Regions from separate parts of the Mus musculus genome. Here all the other regions are linked to region 6. The links are chromatin contacts, called in public HiCAR-type, HiChIP or PLAC-seq and promoter capture Hi-C maps. All regions are on one chromosome and are shown on one strand. The core of a region is the stretch at or near the end of the contact, and the rest is flanking DNA. Distances in the headings are between cores, read along the strand shown.

Region 1 (3,712 bases), core at 1,208-3,707, 2.0 Mb after region 6:
TAGATGTAGCTTGAACATGTATGAGACTTCAAAGCCCACCTCCATAGTGACACACTTCCTCCAACAAGACCACATCCACAAAATAGTGCAACTCCCTATGGGCCAAGCATTCAGTCACAGGGTTGATGGGAGCCATACCTATTCACTCCACCACTTACAGCTCAGTAAAGGGCTTGCTTTGTTGGTGTGAAGACCTGAATTCCATCCCGAAAATGTATATGAAGTGTTGGACATGGTGGTGTGTTTGTGACCGCAGCCCTGGGGAAGTAGAGTCAAAGAGACCCTGGATCTTGCTTCCAGGAGATTCTAGACTACTAGGGGTGCTAGAAGCTAGAGTGGGAGAAGCCTAGTAGACTCTGGAGTCACTGGGGTCCCAGTCCCCCCAGCCACTGTTCCACTAGCATGGCAACATTCTTCCAGCACCACCAGCTGCTGAGTGGTTGGAAGCCATCATTGACAGGTGACATCCTGGGGATTGGGGACACCAGGTAAACAAGAGTAAGTGTGTGGGCATGCTAGCTGTCAGAATGATCGGGAACAAAATCAGACCCACCCACATAGGGGACAAGAACACCACTGAGAAGAGAAAGGAAACATCACTCCGTCTGAGAACTGGCTGGGGCCTGTTTGGCTGAAATATGACAGACTGCCAGATTGTAGCCTGCTAGTTAGCTCTGAAGGTTCCCCATCTTTGACAAGATGATACCTCTCATCTTCTGCAGATGAAACTCTTGCTTTTAAAGTAGTTAACTGTTCAGCTATTCCCTCCCACGGCATACAAGACTCAGAGCTCACAGTCTGAAAGGTTGGGGAAAGATGTTTGTGGCTCATTCATAAGAGTTTGTATTTTAAGTAGCTAGGAATGATTCCAGTTCCTTTAAAGCATGGATTTAAAAGGTATTTGCGAGATGATTATAAAGCAAACTGCTTGCCTTCTAGAGACAAGGTTCCCCGGCTAACCCACCCTGCTGAGCACACAGCACTCAGATTGTTTCTTTCCATAAGCCCACACGCCTCTAGGGACTGACACAGCTCATTTTACTTCTCAGCTGGTCTGTTCACCGTACAACAGAAGCTCTAATTGGTTGACTTTTTGCTCAAGTATTTGACTGACTCTGTGCTTTGACCTCAGTCTTTAAAACACATAAATTATGTGCATAGATGAGCAACCAACCACACTTCACCATCACCTGGGAACTTTCAGTAAAGATTTCAGGTCTAATATAGGTTGACCAAAAAGAAAATGACTAAAATTGCTTGCATTTGTATAGTTGTTACTTGATTGGATAAACTTATTTTTATTGTAATAATAATAATAACATAGGAAGAGGAGGAGGGGGAAGGGAGAGAGAGAGAGAGAGAGAGAGAGAGAGAGAGAGAGAGAGAGAGAGAGAGAGAGAGACTTGCTGTCAGGAAGCCCTGTCCTGAAAACCTAGGATTGAAAAAAAAACTTAAAAAAGTAACTGTGATAAAGAGCAAATTAAGAACTCTAGAAAAGCGTTAATAAAGTGGATGTGATGAAAACTCTGTGTCACATAATTGACAGGAACATCTCTGCTATATGCCTGTTGTCAGGGTATGAGCATGGCAAGCAGGTTTGGATACATACTCACCCCCATCCCCGACTATTGCTCTCCTTTGTAAATGCTTTGGATGATTTTTGCTAATCACGTTTATCCTATCTTATAAAATAAAGGTTTTAGTGAAACTTTGAGAGACAGATTCACTAGTAGTTGCAAGAAATAATTTAGAAAGCTCCCACATACTCTTTATTAAGGTCTGACAGTCAGCAGCACTAGAATATTTACGTTTCATTTGTAATGCAGAACACCTGCACTACTCTGTACACTCTCACCGCTCTGTATCAGAGGACTTTTTAAGGCTAGAGGTTGGTGCTCGCCTTTAATCCCAGCATTTAGGGAGCAGCAGCAAGCAAATCACTGAGTTCGAGGCCAGCTTGGTTTACAGAGAGAGCTCCAGGGCAGCCAAGGCTACACGGAGAAACCTTGTCCCAAAAAAGCCAAATAATAAAATTAAATAAGACAAAAATAAAATAAAATAGAAAAAGAATTTCTTTTCTAAATGTACTCGTTTCTTGCAGCCAAAGCCCCATATTTTTTTTTTTAAGCTAAAAGAACACACTTAAAAGCGAAGACTCAAAAGTTGCCTTTTAAAAAGAAAACTAAAAGCTACATTGAACACTTAAGTAGTAAGCAACTCTGCAACCCCAGAGGCACGGGAAGGGAACAGAAGCCTTCCCTGCTCCAGCTCCCACGCCAGGCCCCAACTTTTCCTTTCTGCCTACAGGCTGCCCAACCCAGACTGGTCCATCTGGTCTCAGTCCGGCCCTGCCCATCTCAGGCTCCTCCCCTACTGGACCTGCCCATTATTTCAGGCCGCGCCCCTCACCGCCCTGCCCATCTTCTCAAGCCCCGCCCAGGCTCGGCTCCTCCCTCGGGTCCCGCAGTCCTACCAGGGCCGCCAGGGGTCGTTGCATCTCCCCTGCACTTCCTCCGGTCCTTCCCACCCCACGCGGTTGTTGGCGCCAGACTCAAACAGGGAGGCCGCCTCGCGCAGCATGGTAAGAGCGAGGCTCCGACGCGCGCACCTCTGGGCTTCGGGGCCGCGGCAGCAGGGGTTGTGCCTGGCCAGGCCTTGTGAGGTTGGCCCCGCGCCCACTGCTGCGCCCGAGCCCTGATGGCGGCCTGCGCCGCCCTGGTTCCGAACCGGAGCGTTCTAGAACCGAATCCAGAAGCCCCGCAAGTTGGACCGATCCGCGGCTCCCGACCGAGAACCCCAGGGCGCACGCGCTGCGGAGTTGGCCACTGAAGTGTTCAGTGCCCTTCGGTTCTCCTGGAATTAGAACCCGGGGCCTTTTACTTGCTTGGCACGGCGCTCCCCTTTTTCAGCTGCACCCCACCACTGTACTTAGTATGCTAACAGGAGCCGCCCAGATCACTCCGCCTTTAGATCATGGCAGTGACACCCCCACCCCACCCCGCACCCCCGCCTTTAAGGGCAGGGTAGGACGCCCCACCCCCCACCCCAGCCTCCCCCACCCCCCACCCCACCCTGCTCTCTGCGGGCCAATCCTGGTTTACTACCAATCGCCGTTGTCTATTCGGACTTAATGACTCTCTGCCCTTTGGATCGTTTTTTTTTTTCAACTACCTTCAAAGTTTTGTGTCATTCTTTCCACTTTTGGCGACAGAGTATCAACGAGTCGCTAGAGTGACCCCAGATTTTAATATCTTAATTTAGTTAATTTTGGTCGTCACACAGGGTGGACAAGGATCAGGTCGTTGGGCATTTATTTGAAAAAAAAAAAATTGCCCAGCTGTAATTATAACTGATAACGGCTTCTTTGTGGTTAAACTAACAGACGGGCCACCTGGGCATGCAATGGCCCAAGGAGCCCAGGACCAGATTCAAAACAACAGTGTTACCAGTGTTTGGTGTTATCATGTTTCTCTTTGTAGAATTTAAGTACCCGACTAAAAGGAACTAGGAATTATTGATGTGCCGGCCTCACCCTCTTATTTAACCCTCTTTATAGGGCAGTTGCCTACTGCCAAAGGGATTTAATGGCTCTTAACTCTTCACGCAGGTATTGCTATTAGTTTTATATATGAGCAGGAAAAAGTTCACTGTTAGTCTGGTCAAAGTTAAACTTTTGACCTCTTTCCGAATGTGAATTACTATTTCGATTTGG
Region 2 (3,729 bases), core at 774-3,273, 1.8 Mb before region 6:
TATATATATATATATATATCCTTCGCTGACCTAGAACTCATTGTGTAGACAAGGCTGACCTCGAACTCACAAATCCTTCTCCTTCGCTCTCCTTCCCTAGTGCCAGGACTAAAGGTGTATAGCACCATATCCAGCTATATAGCTCCATATAGCTCCAGGACTGTTATTAAAGCACTGACTCTCTTTCGTAGAGGACTTCATCTCACTGACACTCCTCACAGGCTATCTTTACAAATGAGAAAACAAAGAGGTAATGTATCTTCCATCCATGGGAACATCTGTATTCAACCCCCTCCCCCATATATCTGACTTATAAGTAAAAAACTCACGAGACCAGGGGCTACACTATCTAGCTTGGATTGCTAGCTATCTCAGGAGACCTTGGCACTGAAGGTACTTAAGAGAGTTATTACGTGAGTACATGAACATTAGAGCAGGAGGAAAACAGGTAATGGAAGAAAGTACTAGGACAGTCCACAGGCAAGCAATCACAAGACAAGTGAATAGCAATAGCAGGGGTAAAAACAGCTGTTGGGTGGTCCCGGCTTGCTTATAAAAGGGATGGTTTGGTCTCAGATCCTCAGACCTTTCTCCCCATCTCACCTCCACATGTTTCTGACCGGCCTCTTCTCTTTCTGTCTGTCCTTCTCTGTCCCCTCTTTCTTCACCTCTACTTCCTTCTCAACTCCCTTCCCATGCCCCCAAATAAACTTTATTCTATACTAGACCCACTGTATGGCTGGTACTTTGGTGGGGAGAGATGCCCACTGAGGTACCACCTCCCACCACATCTTACTGCGCTCTTCAAAACATATCCTTCGTCTTTATAAAAACATTATCGGGGCTGGTGAGATGGCTCAGTGGGTAAGGGCACCCGACTGCTCTTCCGAAGGTCTGAAGTTCAAATCCCAGCAACCACATGGTGGCTCACAACCACCCGTAATGAGAGCTGGTGCCCTCTTCTGGTGTATCTGAAGACAACTACAGTGTACTTACATATAATAAATAAATAAATCTTAAAAAAAAAAAAAAACATTATCAGTCTGAGCTATAATGAGAAACCTATCTGAATGAAACCAACAAAGTAAAAACGCTCAATGTAAAAATGCTAGCCTAGCATGCAGTAAGCTTTCTAAAACAGTTGCTACTGGCGTGGTACCATGCTAAATAGCATCTCACAGAAGCCTAACAACAGCGATGAAAAGTTGCCCATAATCTTATCATGTTTTGTGATTTGTATGTGTGTGTGGTGCTGGTGATCAAACTTGGGGATTCACATATAACAGGCAAGCATTTTGCATAAGTGAACTATTACTCCTTTTTTTATACATTTCAGGATAAGAGATGGGAGCAAAGTCAAGTGTTACCATGATGCTAGAGAAACACGGGGACTATTTCTATCTAGATCAAATACACGATTACTAAGCACTAACTACTACCTGACAAGTCGAAAACTGAGAACTCAGTAAGGGATGCTAACAGCAAGATCCAGGAAAACCTTGCCCTCTCTTAGCATGCAGCATCACAAGTGTGTATGTGTGTGTGTGTGGGGGGGGGGGGTCTTGCTTGTTTGTTTTAAAAACTCCTTTAGGCCCCGGACAGGCCCCCACTCCATCTTTCCCTTTGGTTCCCTACACAACCTAGATGCTAGCTAGTGTCACTTCCGTGGTGGGGCTGGCTTTCTTCTCAGTACAAGTCCTCAGGTCACCGCCTCAAGTAATTCCCTCGTCAGACTCACCCCGATATGCGGATAGCTCCAACGTCCTAGCAAAAGAGGAGCCCAAGGCTCAGTTTAAAACTAGGAAAAGAAGTCCCTTCGCTTATCCACCTTCCGACCTTCCCCGTCGCTGAGTAGCCTCACCTCCCCGCAACTTTCTTTCCACGTGCGTTCTCTACGTCCGCAGTCCCCACCCACCGGATTTTTGGGAGATGTAGTCAAATTGCGGAAAGGAAGGCTCAAAACAAAACAAAACCGAAGCGAGCCTCCCAGCGTCTGGGAACTCTAGTCCGTTGCTACAAAATGGACAGGAAACAGGAAATTTAGCCAACCGTAGGAAATCCAGACTGGGAAAGGCATGTCGGGAATTGAAGGCGAAAGACATGCTAATTTGCTGCGTAAGTTCGTTCGCGCTCTTCGTGGAGACCACTGGGAGTTGTAGTTCACAGAGAACATGGCTCCATTTTCTTGGTAGTTATGGCTTCCTAATTCAAAGCAAAGGGTGTCCATTTCCAGATGAGATCACCTTTATGTCCTGGCTCTTCTCTGCTTGAGGGACCAGGACGCGGCATATTAAAAAAAAATGCCCCGCCTTTTCAGAGAAAAGAGTGATATTATATTAGCAATCACTCGTGTGAAATGTACTGGAAGATTTCGACCATGTTCACCTGTCCTCTCACCATCCGTGGACTGGCAGGCATCCCTACCAAAATTTAGCAGAGACCAGATCTCTTTTATCAGCTCGCTATTTGACTCCACTCACCTTCCTGCTCTGATTAGACTAAGTATGTTTCCTTTCATTCCTGAGTTTGCTGATGACTACGAGCTTTGAAGCAGCTTTCCCCTACAGTTTGTAATGTTATAAACTTCATTAGTGGGCAAACTAACCTCACCTGGCCTATCCCTAAACCAGCAACCCAGCAAGATGAACTTAGAACAACAGTGCTCTATCTTCTCAGCTGCTTTTGTTTTCTGAGAGTGGTGCATGTAGCCCAGGATCACCTCAAACTTGCTAGTTGGCTTCTGCTGTTCCTTCCCAGGTGCGAGAGCTAACCATCAAATCTGGTTTTATATGATGCTCCAGACTGAACCCAGCCCTTACTGCATATCCCAGGCTTACTGCATGCTCAGTAAACATTTATCTTAAAAGCAGTAATTCTTACCTAAAAGCCTTTTATTTTTTAAAAACAGGTTCTATGTAAACTCTGGCTGTCCTGGAACTCATTATGCAGACTGGGCAGGCCTAGAGCTCAGATTCCCCACCTGTCTCCAATGCTGGAATTGAAGGTGTGCATCATTATGCCTGGCTAAGACCTTGTCTTTGGACTCAGAGCCGACTGTGGTCACCGACCTAACTAGCATTAAGTGGTAACCTCTCCTCCCTACATTTTGACTTGCTCTTGAAGGTCTAAGAACCAAACTCTTCTTCCCAACACTTTTAAGAGACTGAGGCAAAAGAATTTTAAGTTTGAGACCAATAAGAAGATCCTACTTCAAAAACAAAACAAAACAAAAAACCAATCAGGAACGTCTACAGCTGGAACTCAGCACTTGGCAGAGTCGGTTAACGGGTCTCCTCCACTACAGTTAGTGTGTGTCCTGGGCTATATGTGACCTGTCTCGACAAAAGTCATGTATTTCCCATGACTATACTCCGTTTCTCTTTTCTGAAGTACACATGTACAGGAAACTGAATCTCCAACCATCCCTGATTATATATATACTGTCTCATGCATACTCCAAAGCTTGCTGTACATCTGCAGATAACTTCAAAGGACTTTTTTTTTTTTTTTTTTTTTGGTTTTTCAAGACGGGGGTGGGTGTTGTTTATTTTTGTTGTTGTTTTTGGTTTTTCGAAACAAGAGTTTCTCTGTGTAGCCCTGGCTGTCCTGGCCAGTCTCAACTCAGACCAGGTCTAGAACGCAGAAATCCGCCTGCCTCTGCCTTCCAAGTGCTGGGATTAAAGGCGTGCGCCTCCACACCCGGCTACTTTAAAGGATTTTTTAAAAAAG
Region 3 (3,562 bases), core at 508-3,007, 1.9 Mb before region 6:
TGTCTAGGAATACTCTTCAATTCTGCATAGCTAAATGCCCCAAAGCTCACAAAACCTTATAAAATGGAGGCAGGGTGTTAGCAATCGTGACAGTCGAGTTTAGGAAGAATCACATGTCTATCCACCTTTCCATTAGGAAGGATGATTGCATGAAGCCCAAATGAAACGGAACTGTGAATACAGCAACACAAAAACGGGGTAAAGAAGTGGTCTTCTTGACCAAAGTGTGGACACTTAACCCCTTCCTAGAAATGGGAACAAAACACCCATGGAAGGAGCTACAGAGACAAAATTTGGAGCTGTGACAAAAAGATGAACCATCTAGTGATTGCCATATGCAGGGATCCATCCCATAATCAGCTTCCAAACGCTGACACCATTGCACACACTAGCAAAATTTTGCTGAAAGGACCCAGATATAGCTCTCTCTTGTGAGACTATGCCGGGGCCTAGCAAACACAGAAGTGGATGCTCACAGTCAGCTATTGGATGGATCACACGGCCCCCAATGCAGGAGCTAGAGATATTACCCAAGGAGCTAAAGGGATCTGCAACCCTATAGGTGGAACAACAATATGAACTAAGCAGTACTCCGGAGCTCTTGTCTCTAGCTGCATATGCATCAAAAGATGGCCTAGTCGGCCATCACTGGAAAGAGAGGCCCATTGGACTTGCCAACTTTAGATGTCCCAGTACAGGGGAACGCCAGGGCCAAAAAGGGGGAGTGGGTGGGTAGGGAATTGGGGGGGGTGGATATGGGGGACCTTTGGGATAGCATTGAAAATGTAAACGAGGAAAATACCTAATTAAAAAAAAATTAAAAAAAAAAAAGAAGTGGTCTTCTTGGATTTTTTTTGTTTTTGAGGGCTTACTAATTAGCCTGGCTAGCCTGGGTTACACTGGCCTGCCTCTCTCCCAGGTGCTACCTTGCTTCTTGAAATGGAAACAGAAGTAAAATTTAGATGCTGAGGTCACCATGCAAATACCACTTATTATAAATACCAAATTATTTCTGACTATTTTAACAGTAAGAATAATCATACCCCACACTTGTAGTGCATTGACTCACCACGAACCTGCTATTAACTGCTTCACATGGATTGTCTCATTGATGCCTGCCAACATCTTATAAGAAGGTATTACTTAGCCTTAATTTACAAAGAAGAAATCGAACACTGCTAATTCGAACACCAAACAACTGGCAAGTAGTGGATCCAGGATTGGTAGTGAAGCATTTCATGAGCAACTCACTGCTTTGTACCTTTACAGCTTCTTTCTTCTGCTGTAAGCCTTCCCCACATTCTATTTCTCATCACAGTAATTCAAAACCACACTTCCCGGAAGGCGGAGGCAAGCTTTATTTCCCAGCCCTTGAGAATCGTTCAGCGTTTCTGGACTGAAATGAGTGACACAGTAGGAATCGTTTTTTAACGCACTTGCAATGGGCCGGCGTGGGCAGACGCAGCCTGATCTGCGAAGGCTGCAAGTACACTGAGACGCGGTCTCCTTTCCAGCCAGTTTCCAGGGATGTCCAGAGCCACCCGTTTGCAGCAGCCTAGAGGACCAGCCGCCGCCTTTTCCTCCGGTTATAAATCCAAGCCCCGCAGCCACAGAGTCAGCAGGGTGGAACTACTCTCCGATCTTCGCCCTTGCTCCCGCCCCTGGGGAAAGCAAGCTCCTTACCGTCAGTGTACAGTCCTCTCCGTGGAAGCACGTGTGACACCCGACTTGGGTGCAGCCATCTTCCCGGAAGTGAACTTTGGCCCTTCTAGGATGCAGAAACCATAGAGACGTCCTGACAGTAGCCACTCCCCTGGATGTTTGCCACGGAAACTGAGTTCCAGGCTGGGTGCTAGTTTCCTTCCTGCAGTTGTTGGAAGCCAATGCGCCGCCCTAACCTCTGTTTCGGGTCCCCCACCCCCACCCCCACCCCCGACCCTATCCTGAGCTTTCCGGAGTTAGTGCCTCCCTTGAGGCAAGGACACTCAGGCTCTGCGTAGCGGGATCAGCACTGGTTGCACACTACCTTGTCCCTTTCGTACTGGGAACACAAGAACACTTAAGACTCGACCCTTAACTTGGAGGAGCATGTAGACTTGCTCCAAGAAGAGGAGACGAAAAGGGGTCCAGGGCACCGGAGCTGCAAGTACACCATTCCCACCAGCAGTTGTAGGCTTCTGCGGCCGGCCGGCCGCCCAAAAACAAGGGAAAAGAGCGTTTCATATTGCCTCCCCATATGGGAATAGCCATTTGCTTGTTATCTAGAACGCAATTACGGCAAAGGATATAATAAAGAAAATACACTGAGGGCAGAAGAGATAGCTAACCCATTAAGAGTGTTTCAGATTGAGTTCCCAGCACCCATATGGATTCCAGAGGATCCAACACCTTCTAACTTCTGAACTGCAGATGCATACATGCAGGCAACGCACACACACATATAAAATTACATCCTTAACAATTAATTAAAAAGAAAAGAAATTACAGTGGGGGATCTTCAAGAGCATCCAAGTCTAGTTACCAGTATCCATGTTGGGTGGTGACACATGCCTTTAATCCCAGCACTCGGGAGGCAGAGGCAGACGGATTTCTGAGTTCGAGGCCAGCCTGGTCTACAAAGTGAGTTCCAGGACAGCCACGGCTATACAGAGAAACCCTGTCTCGAAAAACAAAACAAAACAAAAACAACAACAAAAAAAGATGCACAGTATCCATGTTGGGTATTCACAGGTACCTGTAAACTCCAACTCCTGGGGACCCATGGCCTCTGCTGGTATCTATAAACATATACACAGGCCCACTCACAGAAACACATAATTAAAAATGAATCTTTAAAAAAGCAAAACAGAACAAAACAAAACAAAACCCATGATAGCAGAAACAGAGATGCAATGGGTGAATTCTGAAAATCATCCTACTACCCTGACCATGTCAAGAGAACGGGAGTCTTTTGTAACAAAAGAGTTATCTGGTCACATCTGTGTATCATTTGTGTGAGGCCCATATTAGGATAGTGTCTTAATTGTTGTGAAGGAACAACATGACCAAGGCAACTCTTCTAAGGAAAAAAAATTTAATTGGGGCTGGATTACAATTTCAGAGGTTCAGTTCATTATCATCGTGGTGGGAGGCATGGCAGCCTGCAGGCAGACATGGTGCTGGAGGAGCTGAGAGTTCTACATCTTAATCCAAAGGCAGGAGACAGGGACTGCCTTCTGCAGGCAGCCAGGAGGAGACTGGAATTCCACATTGAGCAGAGCTTAATCATGGGAGACACACACATCCTCTGCCAAGGCCACATCAATTCTAACAAGGCCACACCTCCTAATATTGCCATTCATTTTGGGCCAAACATTCAAACACATGATTCTATGGGGGCCAAACCTATTCAAATTCAAATCACCACAGGCAAATAGGAGCATCTCACTATCCTGCTAACCAATACATTTTTATAGCACCTCCTATAGTAGTTTGAGTACAAATGTCGCTAGGCTCTTATGTTTAAATTCTTGGTCCCCAGGTGGTGGAACTGTTGGGAAAGATTAGGAGGCATGGCCTTGAT
Region 4 (3,905 bases), core at 114-2,613, 1.8 Mb after region 6:
GCCGATTACTGCTTGCTGGCTTCCTCCCCATGGCTTGCTCAGCCTGATTACTTATAGAACCCAGGACCACCTGCCTAGGGATGGCACCACCCACGGTGGGCTGGACCCTCCCCCACTACTCCTTAAAAAGAAACTGCTCCACAGGCTTGCCTACAGCCTGGTCCTGGTTTCTCAATTGAGGTTCCCTCAGATGACCCCAGCTGTGTCAAACTGATGTGAATCTAGCTAGCACACCTGGCTAGTTTTGACTTTTTTTTCCACGGAGCCTCCATGGACAGACACCCTTACTGTGACTTAACATGGGAAGGAGGGACCCAGAATAGAAGGACATTGTAGCAGCAAGCCTGTACTTAAACCTGTGAAATTAATTTTTTATTAAAAATGACAGCAAACAAAACAGATAAGCGTTACACACACACACACACACACACACACACACACACACGAATGGAAAAGCACAAGGATCCACACACCTCAGGAGGCAGAACAGCCATGTTAATGGGGGCACCAGCCAGCGGCTCTCCAGCTCTGCTCCTCCGGCACGCATGGCTCCCCAGACCTCAAGAAGGATTTGCAGGACCTGTCCTTAGGAGGTGGGAGCCACGGCTCAGGTGAAAGTCAGCCTGTCCTAGCCGCAAGGACCAGTCTTCTCAAGGGATTTCTGATGAATAATTTAACTTCATAAAGTGACTTCTCCACAGAGCCTCCACGGACAGATACCCTTGCAAAGACTGTGATTTAATGCGGGAAGGAGGGACCCAGAATAGAAGGACATTGTAACAGAAGGCATGGGATCACCTGCCTAATCATCGGATCGTTCCTCCTGCCCAAATAACCAGAGCGGGGTCCTTTGAGTCCATAGGTCATCTTTGGGTCTCTCAGGTGATGGGGTCCACTTCCGGAAGATCTTTGTCTGATTAGTAAGCAGAGCCCAGGTCATTTCAGGGCCTCTGTGTCTATGACAGGAGGCCCAAAGTACATAGATTTGAGGCTCTCTCCCTGTGGTGGCCCTATGTTGCAGGTGCTAGGGCTACCAGACTTGTGTCACCCCCAAGGCTGTCACTTAGTCCTGTGAGGATGAAGCCTGGATAAGACCAGATTTTTAAAATTCCCAAGCAAAGCGAAGGACCCGGATGGCAATGTAACTCTAATTCAGGCAACTGTCTCAAAAATGGAAAGAAAGCGCAGCACATCTCGGCAGAGGCAAAAGGCAAAGGAGCCAGGCCGCACCCATTTCCCCCCCCCCCCCCCCCCCCCCGCTGGAGAAAAACAAAACCCGGGGCAGCTGAAGTGGGTGGGGCTGTGGGAAGAGACAGAGGCGGAAGAGGAAGGAGGAGCCCTGCCTATATCCCCGGCTTCCTGGGCCTCCTGTAGGTGAGCAGAGCAGAGAGTAAAGCTAGCGGGGGACTCAGCATTCACCCACCTTTCCCAACAGTCTGGATGTATGCTCTGGAAGGTCGTCACACGGACTGGTTCTGGCAGCAACACGTCATGGACCTCAGCAGCCACTTCCTTAGCTCAGTCTTGCTATAGAACCCTCACCTTACATACGGGTGAACTGAAACACAGAGAGATTGAGTCACTTGCCCAGGTCACACAGCCAATGGCAAAGCTGGAGTTTATGTTCAGGAAATGGGACCCCAGATGTTATGTATGCTCCTTAGCACCAAGTCTGAGAAAAACAGGACTCTCTGCTTTGAAGGTTACCGGTGAGAGTCCTGGAGAAAGAGGAACCAGAAGGATGCAAAGAGATGTAACATGTCCTGATTTTTTTAAACAAACAAACAAACAAACAAAATTATACTAAAATATGTTAGTACAAGCCGGACAGTGATGGCTCATGCCTTTAGTTTCAATACCGGAGAGGCAGAGGCAGGCAGATCTCTGTGAGTTCAAGGCCAGCCTGGACAACCAGGGCTAGACAATGAAACTTTGTCTCAAAAAAAAAAAACAAAACAAAACAAAACAAAACAAAAAAACCAAAACCAAACAAACAATGTATGTATATGTTTGTGTGTGTTTATATATGTTACTGCATAGAGACCATAGACAATGGTTTAGTGGCATACTGCCTACCTGCCTTACTAAGCAGAGGCCCCCAAGTATGATCTGCTTCCCTCTGCATTTCCTCCTTACCCGCACAGACATATATATTCACATCCACAGGATCCATAAGTACCATGTCATACAGATGGTGACCTCTAAAACTTTATGTAAACGGCACGATGCTATGTGACCCTCAGAAACATCTGCTGCTGTCTTCTTAACCTTGTGTCTCCGAGACTGAGAAAGTGCTCTCTGCTGACGCACAAGGATCATGTGCATTTATTTTATTTTATTTTATTTTATTTTATTTTTTTTGTAGCTGTGGAATGTTTTGTTCTTGCTTTTTTTGAGATGAGGGAGTCTCTTTTTATTGCTCAGAATGCTTCCTAACTCGAGAGCACAAACGATCGGCCCTGGCCTCCGCTTCCGGAGGACAAGCTGGCACTGTGCGCTAGGTACTCAGCCCCTGCCTTCCAGTCATCTTTCCAGTTCCTTAGCGCAAGGGGTGGAGCCCGGGGCCTTGTGCAAGCAAGCTTGGCAAGCATTGGACTGCTGAGCTTCTCACACCCTGGCCGTATTATTGGAGCATAATATCTAATCAAGAAGGCCCACAGATCTGCAAAGTTCCAGTTCAAGGAATATATGGAGTGCTTACACGTGTATTACCATCTCACAGCCTAAGGGAAATGACCAGGGCTGGAGATGCGGCTCAGCTGGTAGAGCGCTTTCCTAGACTCACAGAGCCCTTGGGTCAGTCTTCCAGCATTGCACAAACTGGGCTTTTTCACAGTGCATGCTTGTAATCCCAGAACTCGGGAGGCAGAGGCAGGAGGATAGGAAGTTCACTGTCTCCCTGAGGGACTAGAAGTTATGTTTCCTGATAGGTAGACAGATAAGAAGAAGGGCCATGACTAGGAAATAAAGGTGGTGAACTTCCAAGATGGCTGGCTTCTTCCTCATGCTCCTGACCTGAGACAAAAAAGCCTGAAGGCTTAAAACAAAGGACTGGTGGGCTCTCCTCTCCAGCCCCCTGCCTGTGGACTTGTTTACAAAAGCTGTGGATGGTTCATCTCCCCTGCTTTTGTTCTAAAGGACCAACCCTAATCTAGAGGAGGAGGACCTCCTTGAAGATCCTAAAGACCCCAGCCTTTCCAGGAGAGATGGACTTGGCTTCCTGAGCCCCCCTGCTCTACAGAGGGTGTGTGTGTGTGTGTGTGTGTGTGTGTGTGTGTGTGTGTTGGAGGCCAGCCTGGACTAACTACTACAGGAGATGTAAAAAACAAAAACCGAAAATAGATAAATAAATAAATGAACAAACAAATAAACAAATAAATGTAGATTTAGTCCTAAATTCTAAAACAACTGCAGTTCTGATGAGATGGATATTAGCCAACAGTGTAACACCAGGATTTAGAAACCTCTCTCCTGGCCATTTATTTTCATTGCAAAACAGTACGAGCGGATTGCGACTTGTTCACCTTCTTTGCTGGAGAGCGTTTGTGTCGTTTGCCCTGTCTTTACACAGGGGTATGCACTCACACCCACGGCTCACTGAGGGTGGATTTGCCATTTCCAGCCTAGTGCAGCTTTACAGCTTTAACCTGTGGGTCAACCAGATCGCAGCTCTGCCTGTATAGCAGGATGTGAAAGTTGCTCTCCCCCACAGCCTCACAGGGCTTAGAATCCAAGTGTCTCCTAATCTACACAGTGAGAACCCCCCCCCCCCCCACCACCACCACCGTGATTTAAATTTGCATGTCACTGCTTCCAAATGAGACATCTCACTAGGGGGTTTTCAGGGATCCTCTTTTCTGAATCCATTAATTATGTCTTTGTCAAGTTTTTTTTCTTTTCCTATT
Region 5 (3,986 bases), core at 1,439-3,938, 1.6 Mb after region 6:
CAGCCCTTTCACAAAGTCCAATAATTCATAGATGGAGTAGATGTTGAGGTGGGCCAACTCAAAGCCCTGGATCTGTAGCTGAGTGGCTGGGTTGTCAGTCTGCCAGCTCTCCTGAGCCCACACCACCAGGGCCAGCTTTCTCACTTTGCCCAGATGAGGGACAGGACTGGCTTGAAAAGCACTGGCTGCTCTTTTTTGTTTTGTTTTGTTTGTTTGTTTTTGTTTTGCAGTTGTTGTTTTTGGAGACAGGGTTTCTAAGTGTAGCTCCAGCTATCCTGGAATTCTATAGCTGGTCTCGAACGAAGGTCTGGTTGCCTGGGATTAAAGGCATGTGCCACCAACTGGCTCATCTGGGAACTTAATATCTTTGTTTACTGAAGATTACACTGTGATTAGTAACCTCAATATCTGTCCATGAAGAGAAACCTACTGATGAAGAGTGCTGGAAATTTTGACACATTATCAGAATTCCCATAGACAAGATATGGATGTAGCACCAGCCGAGAACCTGTGGCTTATCTCCTTCCCTTCCTGATGATAAAATGAAAGGCAGGCAGTCTACTAATGTCCTCTACAACTCCAGGGAATAAAGAGTATATAACTTTGCAAAAGGTGAATACATTATCTCCATGTCATGATTATATGTGACAGCAAATTCTTTTCTCTTACCTCTCTGATCATATATATCAACCGGGAGGAATAGGAATCTTTTATTCTTTCTAAGCAGAATGGACAGACAGAATTCTTTGGGGGCAAAAAGGGACAAAATTGTATTAGAAAAAAAGGAGAGAAAGAAGACAGGAAGAAAAAAGAAGGAAGAAAAAAGAAGGAAAGGAAAATAAATTTTCATTTAAGTAGAAATAGGTTTAAACGTTTGGTATAAAAAATTGATCTCAAGTAACACACACACACACACACACACACACACACACACACGAGTGAAAAATTTCCCCAAATCCAAAGAACACAAGCCTCTGCTTCCTTCAGTCCAAATGATGTACAGAAGTATTTTGCAATTCTTCATCACCAACAGAAGCAGATTTCAGTGTTTCTAAAGGTGGGCCTACATTTGCATTTCTCTTGGGGCAAAAGAAATCTTGGGAGAAATAAATTAATCCCATCATAGTCTTGCTCACCACAATATTATGGATAAGGATAATCATGCAGAATACCAGAACCTCACTGGACTGATCGATCAGTTACTTAAAATAGACAACTAATAGCATCTTTATCAAAGAAAATTAGCATTAGTTCCAAGTCCATCAGAACCATCATAAAAACTATCAGCAATTCCTAGAGAAAGTATACAACTTAAGAACAAATAGATAATAAAAGAAGCCAAGTATCCCCAAATTTAAAGAAACACCACCAGGCATCCTCAAGGAGACACCCAGTTTTGTTATGTACTAGCTGTCCACACCATTCATACACAACCGGGCATTGCAAGACATGTTTTCCAAGTCACCCTTCAGAAGCCCTGTACATGATGACACTTGCACTTAGCTACAAGTCTTATTCAGTTCTTACAGAACGAGAGCAAGAGTTACACTAGACAGGGGCCCCTTTCTAATAATGGAGAAGACTAATGGGTTTCAACTCAAGAGGATGGTTTTGAGTAGGAAAATTCACAATACATTGCAGAATAATTACAGTTTGAGAGAATTGGTACCCACCCACCACTCCCTTTATAGCTCAATTTCAGAACAGAAAAGCCCTTTATACAAGATTTATGTTTGGGCATGTCAGCACTGTTTTTGTTGATGTTTTGTTTGAGTTGATGTGCTAGCAATCTAAGACAATACCGTTATTTAGGTTTGAAATATGTGTAGTGCATTATGTAAATGTATGTAGTGTTACTATTAACCAGACTGAGGAAGACACAGTACAAGGATATTTAAACTCATTATCTAACACCGCTGGGAATAGGGAAGATTCTCGCAGGTACCCCCAAAGTCTGGTAGGAAACGACCAAGAAGAGCTCTGGGAGAAGGGACAGTTGAACTGTTTCTGTGGACGGGGCGTCAGCGATCTACTTAAGAGGGGATGAGCAAGAAGGCAGAGTTCGGTTGCCGGCAAAAGAGGAGCAGCGAAGAAAAGTACTATGAGCCCACTGTCAGAGAGCAAGCACAGAAACAGAGCTACCACCGCACGTTCACGGTTGCCGGTCTTGGTGCACAGACTGGTAAGAGTGCGGTGATCGCGGAGAGCTAGCGAGAAACCTAAGAAAGCGAGGGCCGGGCTTCCGTGCTGCCAGCGCCGGTACACTCATCTTCGCTCCATCCCTTCCGCATCCCGTTCTTCTCTCCGGTGGTTGACAAACTTTCGGCTCCGCGGTGGTGAGCTACGGCCACCTCCACCCTCCAGACACGGAGTACGCGTGTGGGAAAAGGGTAGAGGATGTCTGGCTGGAGGGCTGCACTTCGCAAACTATGGACTGTTCCTCTACGCTGCAACCCGGTTACCCCGGCAACGGTCCGTGCGGATTCCCGGATGTAGTTCACAGGGCCGCGGCCCGGGGCGGAGTCGGGAGGACCCAGCCCCCTGGGAGACGCGCGCGCACCATAGAGACGTGGCGGGGCCCGGGCTTGGCTTCTAGAGAGAGGCTGTCCGGGGCCTAAGACCCCGCACTTCCGGTCTGCTCGCTTCCGGCTTCGCGGGTAGGGTGCAAGCGCCGGAGACCGGGTTGAGAGGTCGCGGGTGCAAGTGTCCTCGGCGGTTGGTTGCCCGGAGCCTGTGACAGCTGTAGCTGCTCCCCGCCCCCGAGGCGTGGGGGAGGAGACGAAGGAAAAGCTCCCGGTTGCGCTTCCGGTCCCTTCTCCCTCTGGCCGACGTGATTCCCGAGGGCTGCGACCGGGAGAGCCCGCGACGGAGCGCTGCCGGCTTCCCCGCTGACAGACAGGTGAGGGCGGAGCCGCGGCGGAAAGGAAGGGGTTGGGGTGGCGTGCTTCCCGACAGATGGATGTGTCGCCTGCGGCTACTCTCATCAAACTTGCTCCTGGGCACTTCCATCCCTGGGAGCAGCCAAGTCCGCCCCTTGGTCCCTCCTGTCCCTCTGAGTCTGAGTGTGTTCTGGAGTGAAGGGGGGCAGCACTGGCCCCTGGGGCGGCTCCGCTCGGCAGTGGGAAGAGTTGGCAGGGTCTGGGGCTTTCTGGACTCTGTCCGAGTGGGCCGCCTTTCCCCCTGCTCTTCCCTGAGTGTCCTGCTTCCTCTCTCCTGCTGTGAGAGGAAGGGAGGTAGCAATCTCTTGGAGAGATTGCCTGACACCGGTGCCGAGGGAGGCGCCCTGCCTGAAATGTCCCAAGCCTGAGGGCGTCCAAGGAATGCTGGAGTTTGGAGGAGGAAATTGTGGCCCTGCCTTCTGGTGCGTTCCTTATTGCCAAGTTAACTACTCTTTACGTGTCTAGGAAAGGAAGCGTCTCTCTCTCTCTCTCTCTCTCTCTCTCTCTCTCTCTCTCTCTCTCTCTGTGTGTGTGTGTGTGTGTGTGTTAAGTGCTTAGATTCTAGACTTTCTCCCCTGTTATTGCTTCCTTGGCTTTGTTCTTGTTTTCCTCTTGAACCCTCTGATCTCAAAAAGTTTATATTTTACACTTCCTGCAGATCCTTTAAGTCACCCTTTCAGGATTTCTGTGCGTCCCTCCTTTATTTTTTCCTGAACTATCCTTTCTTGGTTCTTATCTGATCAGGGGGGCGGAGGACGAATGAAAAAATCGCAGGGCTTTTCATCAACGTGTTGCTTTCACAACTGCGAAGGTGTGTTCACACTTGCCATTTGATTAACTTGATTGCTAAAGAAAGGTGCACCAGATTGATGGCGGTTGGTCAGTTCTCTGGAGGCTGCAGGAATGGCTTGTATTTCATTGCTGCTCTTTCAGAGCAAGCGTTGCAGCAATGTACACTTTTCTTGTATTTGTTCTATTTTTATTTGCTTTTAATTTTCGTTTTTGTTTTTCTTGTTCACCGTGACCAACGCTTCCTTCTAACTCCAA
Region 6 (4,047 bases), core at 443-2,942:
GTCAATTTTGTTAAAGAAAGTTTTCAATTTGTTTCTGAACCCTAATCAATCTTTATATCTGAAGGGGAAAAAAAGCATTTAAAAACTTCTTGGGAGCCTGGTGAAGAGGGAGTTGGTTCTGATTTGGTCACCATTTTTTTTGTTTTTGGCCTTGGCTAGAGAGGATGTTAGAGTTCTGCCCTTGAGGTAGCTGGTGACATGTCACCAGGCTGTGATCTTCTGAACTAGATGTGGCAGAGCATGTCAGCAATGCCGGCACCCAGGAGGCGGAGGCTTGAGGAAGGTGAATTTGAGGTCAGCCCGAACAACACAGGAGGAATCTTGTTTTGAAAAATACTAACATAAGAATGGGGAAGCCATTTTTTATGGTGGGGGTTTGGGGATGTGGAGGGGTGGAGATAGAGGTAGAGAAATGGCTTAGTGGTTAAGAGTAGTAGTGACTGCTCTTCTAGAGGACCCAGGTTCAATTCCCAGGACCCACATGATAGCTCACAACTGTCTGTAACTCCAGTTCCAGGGGATCTGGGACTTTCACACAGACAAACATGCAGGCAAACCATATAAAATAAAAATAAAGACATCACTTTTAAAAGTGGGGAAGGGGTGGTTTGCATTAAGAAAATTGGTGGGCAGTTAGGTACAACAATTGATCACGACTGTGCCTTTTTGGGGTGCTAGAGATGGAATCCGTTGTCTCAGGCATGCTGAGGCTTTTCCAGGACACCACTCTAGTCCCCACTCCACTAAAAACCCAAACACTCCTCCTATCCCAGAAAAAACAAAACCAACCAACCAAAAACCCAGGGCTGTCGAGATGGCTCAGCTGGTAAAGGCACCTGCAGAGACCTCTCAGGCAGTGAGGAGGCAGGGCACATTGTATGGCAGCGCTGCGGGCCAGTGTGCGCAGGATGGCAGCCTCTCCCTGAGCCTTATACCCACATAGTGGAAGAAGAGAACCAACTCTTGAGAATAGGTCTCTGACCTCCACACAGAGACCTGTGAGGCACAGGACCACACACATAGTCATACAAAAAAAAAATGTGATTACAAATGTGTAAGAGTTACATATGTATATATGTGTGTGTGTGTATATATATATTCTCTCCTCTCCCCTTCCCAGTCTGTCTTGCTAGGTAGTTCAGGCTAGTACTCACCATATACTCCAGGCTCTCCTCCAACTTGCTGTCCTCCTGCCTCCAGAGCTCTGGGATTGCACACACGGCTAAGCCTCTTTTTTCATGAAAGTTCACAACACAGCCAAGCCCAAGAGTAGTCAGCACGTGAACAGCGTGCCCGAAGTCATGCTTATTGAATTACACTAATGTTTTGAAATAGATCACATGAATATTCCCGTTTTACACCCGAGGGAACTGATGGCTAAAGAGGTCAGAAGGCTAAGTACTGTTGGAATCACCATTTGAACATGGATTTGCTATCTCTGATTCAAAGCCCATGGTCTAGGGAAGAAACGTACTCTCAAAATTAGAAACAGAGAGTTCCCACCCTCGGGGCAACGGAAACCACAAGAAACCTGAAGTGGGTTGAGCATCTCTGACAATCTGCAGGCTCCCATGCACAGCCTAGCCAGCCCGCGGCCCGCTGCGCGACCTCCCGACACACGAGGGCGCTGTCGCAGCACGGCGGGAAACGAGCCGCCAGCTAGTGTCGCGAGATTCTTAAAGCCGGAAGGGCGAAAGAGCAAGGGTCACGTAGACGGCGCTCCCCGCCCGGCTCGCGTTAAGTTCTCGCGCGAGTTGTACTTCCGCCCTTTTGGCTCTCCGGTCGGCACCATGGCGGTCGGCAAGAACAAGCGCCTGACGAAAGGTGGCAAGAAGGGAGCTAAGAAGAAAGTGTGAGTGGCGGATCGCGCGGGTCCCCGGCCGTTGGGCTCCGCAGGAGTTGGTGGGCGGGTTCTGGGGTGCGGCGTGGGGCGGATGGTGAGGATGCGGGGTGGATTGCGCGGCGGTGCTGCGCTGCGCGGCTGGCGGGTGCGTCCCGGGCGGCCGCCTCTCCGCCACCCGGCCGGGTGTCGCGCGCCGCGTGTGATCTCCGCCCTGCGTCTCTAGCAGTCGCTCGCGTGTCGCGCGCGAACTGTGGGCTCCTGGGTTGCTGGAAGTCCGTGGCACTTTTTAACACCGCTCTACGTCAGTCACTCTGGCTGTCCATGTCGGGACCCCATGTCAACTTGTGTGCTGGGCTCTCGTGGGACCGACCTGGAGACCCGGGACACTTGTTTAGCAGCAGTTTGTGCTGTTGCGGACCAGTCACTGTCACAGGTCCCTGAGGTTCCAGGGCAGTGTGTATATAGTACTGCCTGTGTGATGGAGGAGTGGGGAAGGCATGGCTTCGAACTTACTGCTTTGTGCACTGGCAGACCAGCCGGCCTCGCAGACGTTCACCCCACGGGGAGGACGTCCGTCGTGTTAAGTGCAGGCCGATTGCAAGATCGTGCCTGGGAAACTGTTAACAGAAGTCTGAAGGATAAGAAGCGTTTAAAAGTGGTCGGGAGTGTTGTTACAATTTACAGAGAAACTTGAGGTTATTTTTCTCCCATCCAGGGTCGATCCATTTTCTAAGAAAGACTGGTACGATGTGAAAGCTCCAGCCATGTTCAATATTAGGAACATCGGGAAGACACTAGTCACGAGGACTCAAGGAACCAGTGAGTACTGTGGGCCCCTTTTGCTTTGTTCCTAAGCTGTGGCATGTGCATATTAACCGGCGCCTTGGTCAACTCTGATGGGGCGCTGGATTGAAATGTCAGCCCAGTGGTTGGAGGGCCTGGCATTGGGAGTGCTTGGTCTTAGTACAGATGTGGCAGCAATGAAGTGTTTGTACAGCTGTCCAAGAGAACGTTTAGGTGTTGGCAGTAAGCCACTGGTGTGAAGGTGGGTTTGGTTAACAAGTTAACAGGGTTTGTGGTTCTTTTTTAGAAATTGCCTCTGATGGCCTCAAGGGTCGTGTGTTTGAAGTGAGCCTTGCTGATCTACAGAATGATGAAGTTGCGTTTAGAAAATTCAAGCTAATCACTGAGGACGTTCAGGGCAAAAACTGTCTGACTAACTTCCATGGTATGGATCTTACCCGGGACAAAATGTGCTCCATGGTCAAGAAGTGGCAGGTGAGACCAAAAGCTGCGAGTGTGAGTGCTGTGGTGTGGGTGTGCAGATGTGTCATGGGTGTGTTGGTTGGTAGGTAGTATCAAAACATGGAATGGAGAAGTTGGTTTCATTTCATTTGAGTATCACTGTTAATTCTTGAGTGCTGGAGGTAGAATCCAGGGCTTTCCACATGCTGGGACATCAGTCCTAACATTGAGCTGCATCCTTTAACTTGGTATTGCTTGTTACGGCCACATTAGGTGAGTTGGGCAGCTTTGCCAGTTTGGGGACTGTTCTAGGGTTAACATCGTTAGAGTTGATAGAGAAAAGGTGCTCTATCTAGCTGACTCAGTTGTCTGACAGTGGAGTGTGGCTAGAGTCAGATTCGGTCCCCTTCTGTCCTTGAAAGTAGTAACAAGCTTTGATAGCTTAATTTCTTCAACATCAGCCCCTGGGGTTGTGAAGATGAAATGACATGTAGGGAAATGGGCTTAGCATGGTGACCAGCAAAGAAGGCTGATTCAAGGGAAAGCTGTTCAGATGTATCCTGATATTGACATTGTATATGGGAATGAGTGATGACAAGATGTTTCGGTCCCAAATGAAGCCTACTGATTACCGTAACATTTATTGCTGACATTCCCTTATACTTTATGTAATTTTGGAAATAATAGGCTATTTAGTACATACTGATGTATATACTCCTTTGCAGTGAAGTGGATGCCAGGATTTTGTTTCCGGGCAGTTCTGCTGGTCTCAAATTCTTGAGTGATAGGATTGAAGGCATGTACCACCGCTCACGGCAAATATTGGGTATATTTGAGAACTTAATATTTGTAAAATTCAAAGAAATCAGATCGCTTTGCCACAAAAATGGTCCTCTAAAAGATGGTAGTATGGTCTAATTACAGATTTTGTTTAGCTTTGGATCTTAGCTTTGGAATTA
Region 7 (3,715 bases), core at 192-2,691, 1.6 Mb before region 6:
TGCCCAGTTTATCATCAGAACAACTGTTAAACAGCATTGCCTGTCTCTCACCTGGATTATAATAATAATAATATTAGTAATTATTATATATCAGTATTATACACAATATTAGTAAGTATTATACACAAACAGCTTGGAACCACAATATCCAAGAATCAGGAATTGTCAGGACACAGCAATCCTGTTCTTGAATAGCCCAGTGCTGTCACCTGCTGTAGTAGAGAACACCCAACGGCCCAGAAACTTTATGGTGAGGGGAAGAAGATGGACATACGTGAGTACATACTCTATGATGACATTTACACGGATATTCTAGAAATATAAACTACAGAAAGCAAATCAAAACTTTCGTGGGGTTTGGGCTAGGGGTGAGGACGGAATCTGCGTCCTTACTGTAGCCTAGAGTAGGTACACTGGGGGAGATGGACTTTAAAACATTAGATTGACTTCTGTTGCAGGGGAGGGAATATGTACCATGCTATGGCACTGTTGTGGGCATAGATGACAAGTTTTGGGATTTGATTCTCACCTTCTACCATGTGGGTCCCTGGGTTCAACCTCAGGTCATCAGGCTTGGTGGCAAGCGCGTTACACCCCCTCGACCCCTCCCTGAGCCATCTCTCCATCCCCAGAGAGGGACATTTTAAACCACACTTTTATTGGGATGAACACATTTGTCTAAGCCAATGAAACAGCATGCTAAGTAGAATAAGCTAGATGTGGAAGGTCGGAGGCCGGAGCTGAGGTACATATAGCCTAACTTCACGATGGCTACCAGGGCCAGGGGATGCAGACTGAGTTTCAGTTTGGGATGAGGAGAAAGCTCTGGAAATTGACAGTAGCAAAGGTTTCGTATATGTGAAATACTTTATGCCACCGAACTGTATACTTAACATTTGTTGAAAGGATGTGTTTTATATTGTGTATGTTTTGCCACGATAAAGTTTTGGAACATTATTCATCAAGCCAAGTGGGCTTATTTTTATTATATGTCAATCACTCTTAAATAAAGGTGTCCCTGCTGTTTAGAATTCAACCTAGGGCCTGCAGCATAAGCCACACTCCCCCAGGCCCAAGTTGTCTTTGTTCTGAGACCTGACTGTGGTAGGTCGCTGAGTTCTTCGGAGCAAGCTGATGAGCAAGATCTGCTTTCTTTATGTAGCAGAATCCTGCTTCAACTCTTGCAAAGGTCCCAAAGATCTGACCGCGCAGGCAGGGTGCCCCTCCCCTGAAGGCCGCCAGGGGGCGCCGCCGGGCAGGAAAGAGGGGCGTCGGGTGGACCGCGACGCCGGGAGCCGGGGCTGTCAGGTTGGGCGGCTCTCCCCGTCCACTTCGCAGACAGGCGTGCGGAGGGCTGACCCCACCCGGCCGGGCTCCAGCCTCCCCGCGCGGACTTCCTGCCTGGGCGCGGGCGGAGGCCCACCCCCTTCCTGCCCGCGCAGCCAGCTCTGTCGGCCAGCAGGACCCGTCGGTACAACACGCCGCTCTGAGCTCCGAGCTCCGAGCCCCGAGGCAGGTGAGTGACCTGCCCTGGGCTCTGGAGCCCGAGACCGCTGGGCTGAAACCTGAAGAGAGGAAAGGAGGAGATGGAGTGGGGACTCCTGTGTGTGTGTGTGTGTGTGTTCCGTCTAAGTGGAAAGAGAAGAGAAAGGAGAAAGGAGAGAGTTAGGGGAAGAGAAGAAAGTGAGATCTAAGTAGAGAAAGCCGCCTAAGTGAAAAGAGAGAGAGAGAGGAGAGAAAGAAGAGAGCGAGCAGAGAGGGAGAGGGAGACCTAACTAAGTAGAAAAAGAAAGCTGCGTAGCTCTGAGGATAAGGAGCTAGGATGGGGACCAGCCTGGGAGAGCTCTCTTCTCGCCCTGAGGAAGGCAGCCTGCAAGTCTCCTGGATTCCAGTGTGCTGTTTGCTAGTGTAGAACCATGGTGGTGGTACCGAAGCCCTGAAAAGCAACCCTAAACCTTGTCTTCCCTCTATCCCCCAATTTCTTCTTTCTGGGAGGACCAACAAAACACAGTTGCCTGCCTGTCTCCTCCTATGTCTCGCGGAGAAAGACCCTGTTTAGTGTTCATAGTGTTGCCCCCTACCCCTGCCCAGGGAAGAGATTGGATTTGCGTGTCCTTTCCCATCTTGTAGGGGAGAGGTCAGCCATAGGCACCTACAGTCTCTGAGGCTTGTTTATTGTTGTTTTTTTGTTTGTTTTTCTTTTTCCTGGATGATGTGGGCCCATAGCCAGGCTGATAGTGTGAGCCCTGGGGCCCGGGAACCCAAGCTCCATCCAGCAAGGCCTCCCTCACTTCGCATCCCTGTTTCCAGCCTCTAGCCACGGACTCGTGACTCCTTGTTTTGGACTTTTAGTAGAGCCTGCTGCCCCAGCTGGGGACGGTGACCCCTGGTCCCCGGAGACTGGAACAGCGTGTGCTGGTTGAAGTTCCCAGGCTCAGCCAGGCCTTAGCTCTAGGCAGGGCCGGATAAGGGGTCAGTTCTCAACCCCTGCCTATGCTAGGCCTAGGGGGTTGGAGGCTGTTCTCCAAACCCAACTCCAGCCCACAGTACAGTGCCCTACCTCTGGCTGTGTGTGCATGGGTGAGATGGGTGTGGGCTGGCCTCCCACCTGCCAGCCTACCCTGCTTGGCTGCTCTTCCAAAACCTGCCCCCTCCCTGGCTTGCCTTTTTCTTCTCAGTGAAGGGTGAAGTGGGAGGGTTGGCTTCTGCTTCTCCACTCCATTCCAACATGCCCTATCAGACAACCCAGAAGAGGAAACCCTCCCCAGGCAGCCTGCTCCACCAGCGAGAAACCCAGAGAAAGATAGTTGCCACAGCCACTGTATGTGGCTTCTCTGAGGAAACTCCAGCTTGGAACAGGATGATGGCTCCTGGTACCTGCCCTGTGGGGCAGCCAGCGTGTGGGGTGGGGTGGGGGGAGCTAGCAGAAAGGCAGGAGGAGAGAGGATGGACAGACATAAACACAGACGCAGGCCAATGCAGACACACAGACTTGGCAAAACAAGGCCTGGGGAGAGAACTGTGCATATGGAGCTTGAGAACAAAGATGCCAGGTCGAGGAGAGGCCATGAGGGTGGAAGGAAGGGCACACAGAGTCTGCCTGAGGCCTGGTCTGAACCCCTGCTGTGCTGTAGCTTGTATGAAGAATGGCAAAATACCCACCTAGGGCAAAATACCCACCTAGTGGTGTAATCGCTAAGAGGAGGAAAAGGCTAGCCCTCCCTGTGTTTCCCTCATGTTACACACCTGCATGTCGCCTGAGAGTGACCTGCAAGCAGGACCGTGAGTGTGGGCACCTCTCCCTTCCTGTGGTTGCATCTGGGACTCAGTCCCTGTGTTTGGGAGGATTTGTGGACCATGATGGGCACTGTCCCAGGCCCGAGGGGGCAGGATGAGGACTCACATCTGCTCCACACCTGCTTCCTGCTAGGTGACTCGGAGCCTTGCATGTCTGTCCTCCGTTCAGACCGCTGTAAGAACTGGCCCCTTATCCCAGTCACCAGCTGGGAAGGTGGAGGGCGATCCTGAGGAGGTCCTGATCCAGGCCAGCATGACAGGTGGAGAGCCATCTTTCAGTTTGTGCTTAGTCTTTCTGCATTCCGCCTTTTTTCTTTTTCTTTCTTTCTTTTTTAAGATTTATTTATTTTATGTGAGTACACTGTCACTGTCTTCAGACACACCAGAAAAGGGCATCAGATCCCATAACAGATGGTTG

What was found. Promoter capture Hi-C pulls out the DNA fragments that hold promoters and counts their contacts. HiCAR-type assays count read pairs that join an accessible place to other places. HiChIP or PLAC-seq counts read pairs in DNA pulled down with a chosen protein or histone mark.
Region 1: a contact with region 6 is called in a HiCAR-type map of astrocytes, with 3 times the contacts expected there. The contact joins the promoter of Mnd1 here to the promoter of Rps3a1 in region 6. A contact is called at or near these places in 4 of 39 promoter capture datasets (hippocampal neurons, liver and pre-B cells), 1 of 115 datasets of contacts at active chromatin or transcription factors (astrocytes) and 1 of 9 other capture datasets (liver).
Region 2: a contact with region 6 is called in a promoter capture Hi-C map of neutrophils, with 7 times the contacts expected there. The contact joins the promoter of Mrpl24 here to the promoter of Rps3a1 in region 6. A contact is called at or near these places in 4 of 39 promoter capture datasets (liver, neutrophils and pre-B cells).
Region 3: a promoter capture Hi-C map of neutrophils shows a contact between it and region 6, with 13 times the contacts expected there. The contact joins the promoter of Gpatch4 here to the promoter of Rps3a1 in region 6. A contact is called at or near these places in 5 of 39 promoter capture datasets (erythroid cells, liver, neutrophils and 1 more) and 4 of 484 Hi-C or Micro-C datasets (erythroblasts, granulocytes, liver and 1 more).
Region 4: a promoter capture Hi-C map of neutrophils shows a contact between it and region 6, with 5 times the contacts expected there. The contact joins the enhancer-like site here to the promoter of Rps3a1 in region 6. A contact is called at or near these places in 3 of 39 promoter capture datasets (hippocampal neurons, neutrophils and pre-B cells), 1 of 484 Hi-C or Micro-C datasets (CD8 T cells), 1 of 115 datasets of contacts at active chromatin or transcription factors (astrocytes) and 2 of 9 other capture datasets (adipose tissue and liver).
Region 5: a contact with region 6 is called in a promoter capture Hi-C map of liver, with 5 times the contacts expected there. The contact joins the promoter of Arfip1 here to the promoter of Rps3a1 in region 6. A contact is called at or near these places in 10 of 39 promoter capture datasets (the 3T3-L1 cell line, 3T3-L1-derived adipocytes, cranial neural crest and 5 more), 5 of 484 Hi-C or Micro-C datasets (CD4 T cells, pre-pro-B cells, rod photoreceptor and 1 more), 7 of 115 datasets of contacts at active chromatin or transcription factors (the 230-238 cell line, astrocytes, embryonic stem cells and 3 more) and 2 of 9 other capture datasets (adipose tissue and liver).
Region 7: a FOXA1 HiChIP or PLAC-seq map of pancreatic cancer cells shows a contact between it and region 6. The contact joins the promoter of Pear1 here to the promoter of Rps3a1 in region 6. A contact is called at or near these places in 1 of 39 promoter capture datasets (liver) and 1 of 115 datasets of contacts at active chromatin or transcription factors (pancreatic cancer cells).

The regions. Positions count from the first base shown.
Region 1 is chr3:84,154,531-84,158,242 of GRCm38.p6, reverse strand. It overlaps Mnd1 (meiotic nuclear divisions 1), which reads left to right and starts at 2,457. Exons shown (of 8, transcript NM_029797.3): 1 at 2,457-2,581. The coding sequence starts at 2,579.
Region 2 is chr3:87,917,838-87,921,566 of GRCm38.p6, reverse strand. It overlaps Mrpl24 (mitochondrial ribosomal protein L24), which reads right to left and starts at 2,023. Exons shown (of 6, transcript NM_026591.3): 1 at 1,862-2,023.
Region 3 is chr3:88,041,301-88,044,862 of GRCm38.p6, reverse strand. Gpatch4 (G patch domain containing 4) reads right to left here and starts at 1,757. Exons shown (of 8, transcript NM_001110809.2): 1 at 1,684-1,757.
Region 4 is chr3:84,335,214-84,339,118 of GRCm38.p6, reverse strand. No RefSeq gene overlaps it. Among named protein-coding and RNA genes, the nearest start is that of 4930565D16Rik, 43 kb to the left of the region's middle. Within about 2 kb of position 1,363, at least 79 of the 459 cell types and tissues checked have an H3K27ac peak or open chromatin away from gene starts, as enhancers often do. A contact at or near this core is called in CD8 T cells, liver and neutrophils, where this site is marked.
Region 5 is chr3:84,581,327-84,585,312 of GRCm38.p6, reverse strand. Arfip1 (ADP-ribosylation factor interacting protein 1) reads left to right here and starts at 2,688. Exons shown (of 9, transcript NM_001081093.2): 1 at 2,688-2,899. It overlaps Gm35410 (predicted gene, 35410), which reads right to left and starts at 2,898. Exons shown (of 1, transcript NR_164319.1): 1 at 697-2,898.
Region 6 is chr3:86,140,313-86,144,359 of GRCm38.p6, reverse strand. Rps3a1 (ribosomal protein S3A1) reads left to right here and starts at 1,692. Exons shown (of 6, transcript NM_016959.4): 1 at 1,692-1,852; 2 at 2,559-2,662; 3 at 2,934-3,121. The coding sequence starts at 1,791. It overlaps Snord73b (U73B small nuclear RNA), which reads left to right and starts at 3,673; the gene lies at 3,673-3,743.
Region 7 is chr3:87,766,679-87,770,393 of GRCm38.p6, reverse strand. Pear1 (platelet endothelial aggregation receptor 1) reads left to right here and starts at 1,441. Exons shown (of 25, transcript NM_152799.2): 1 at 1,441-1,516.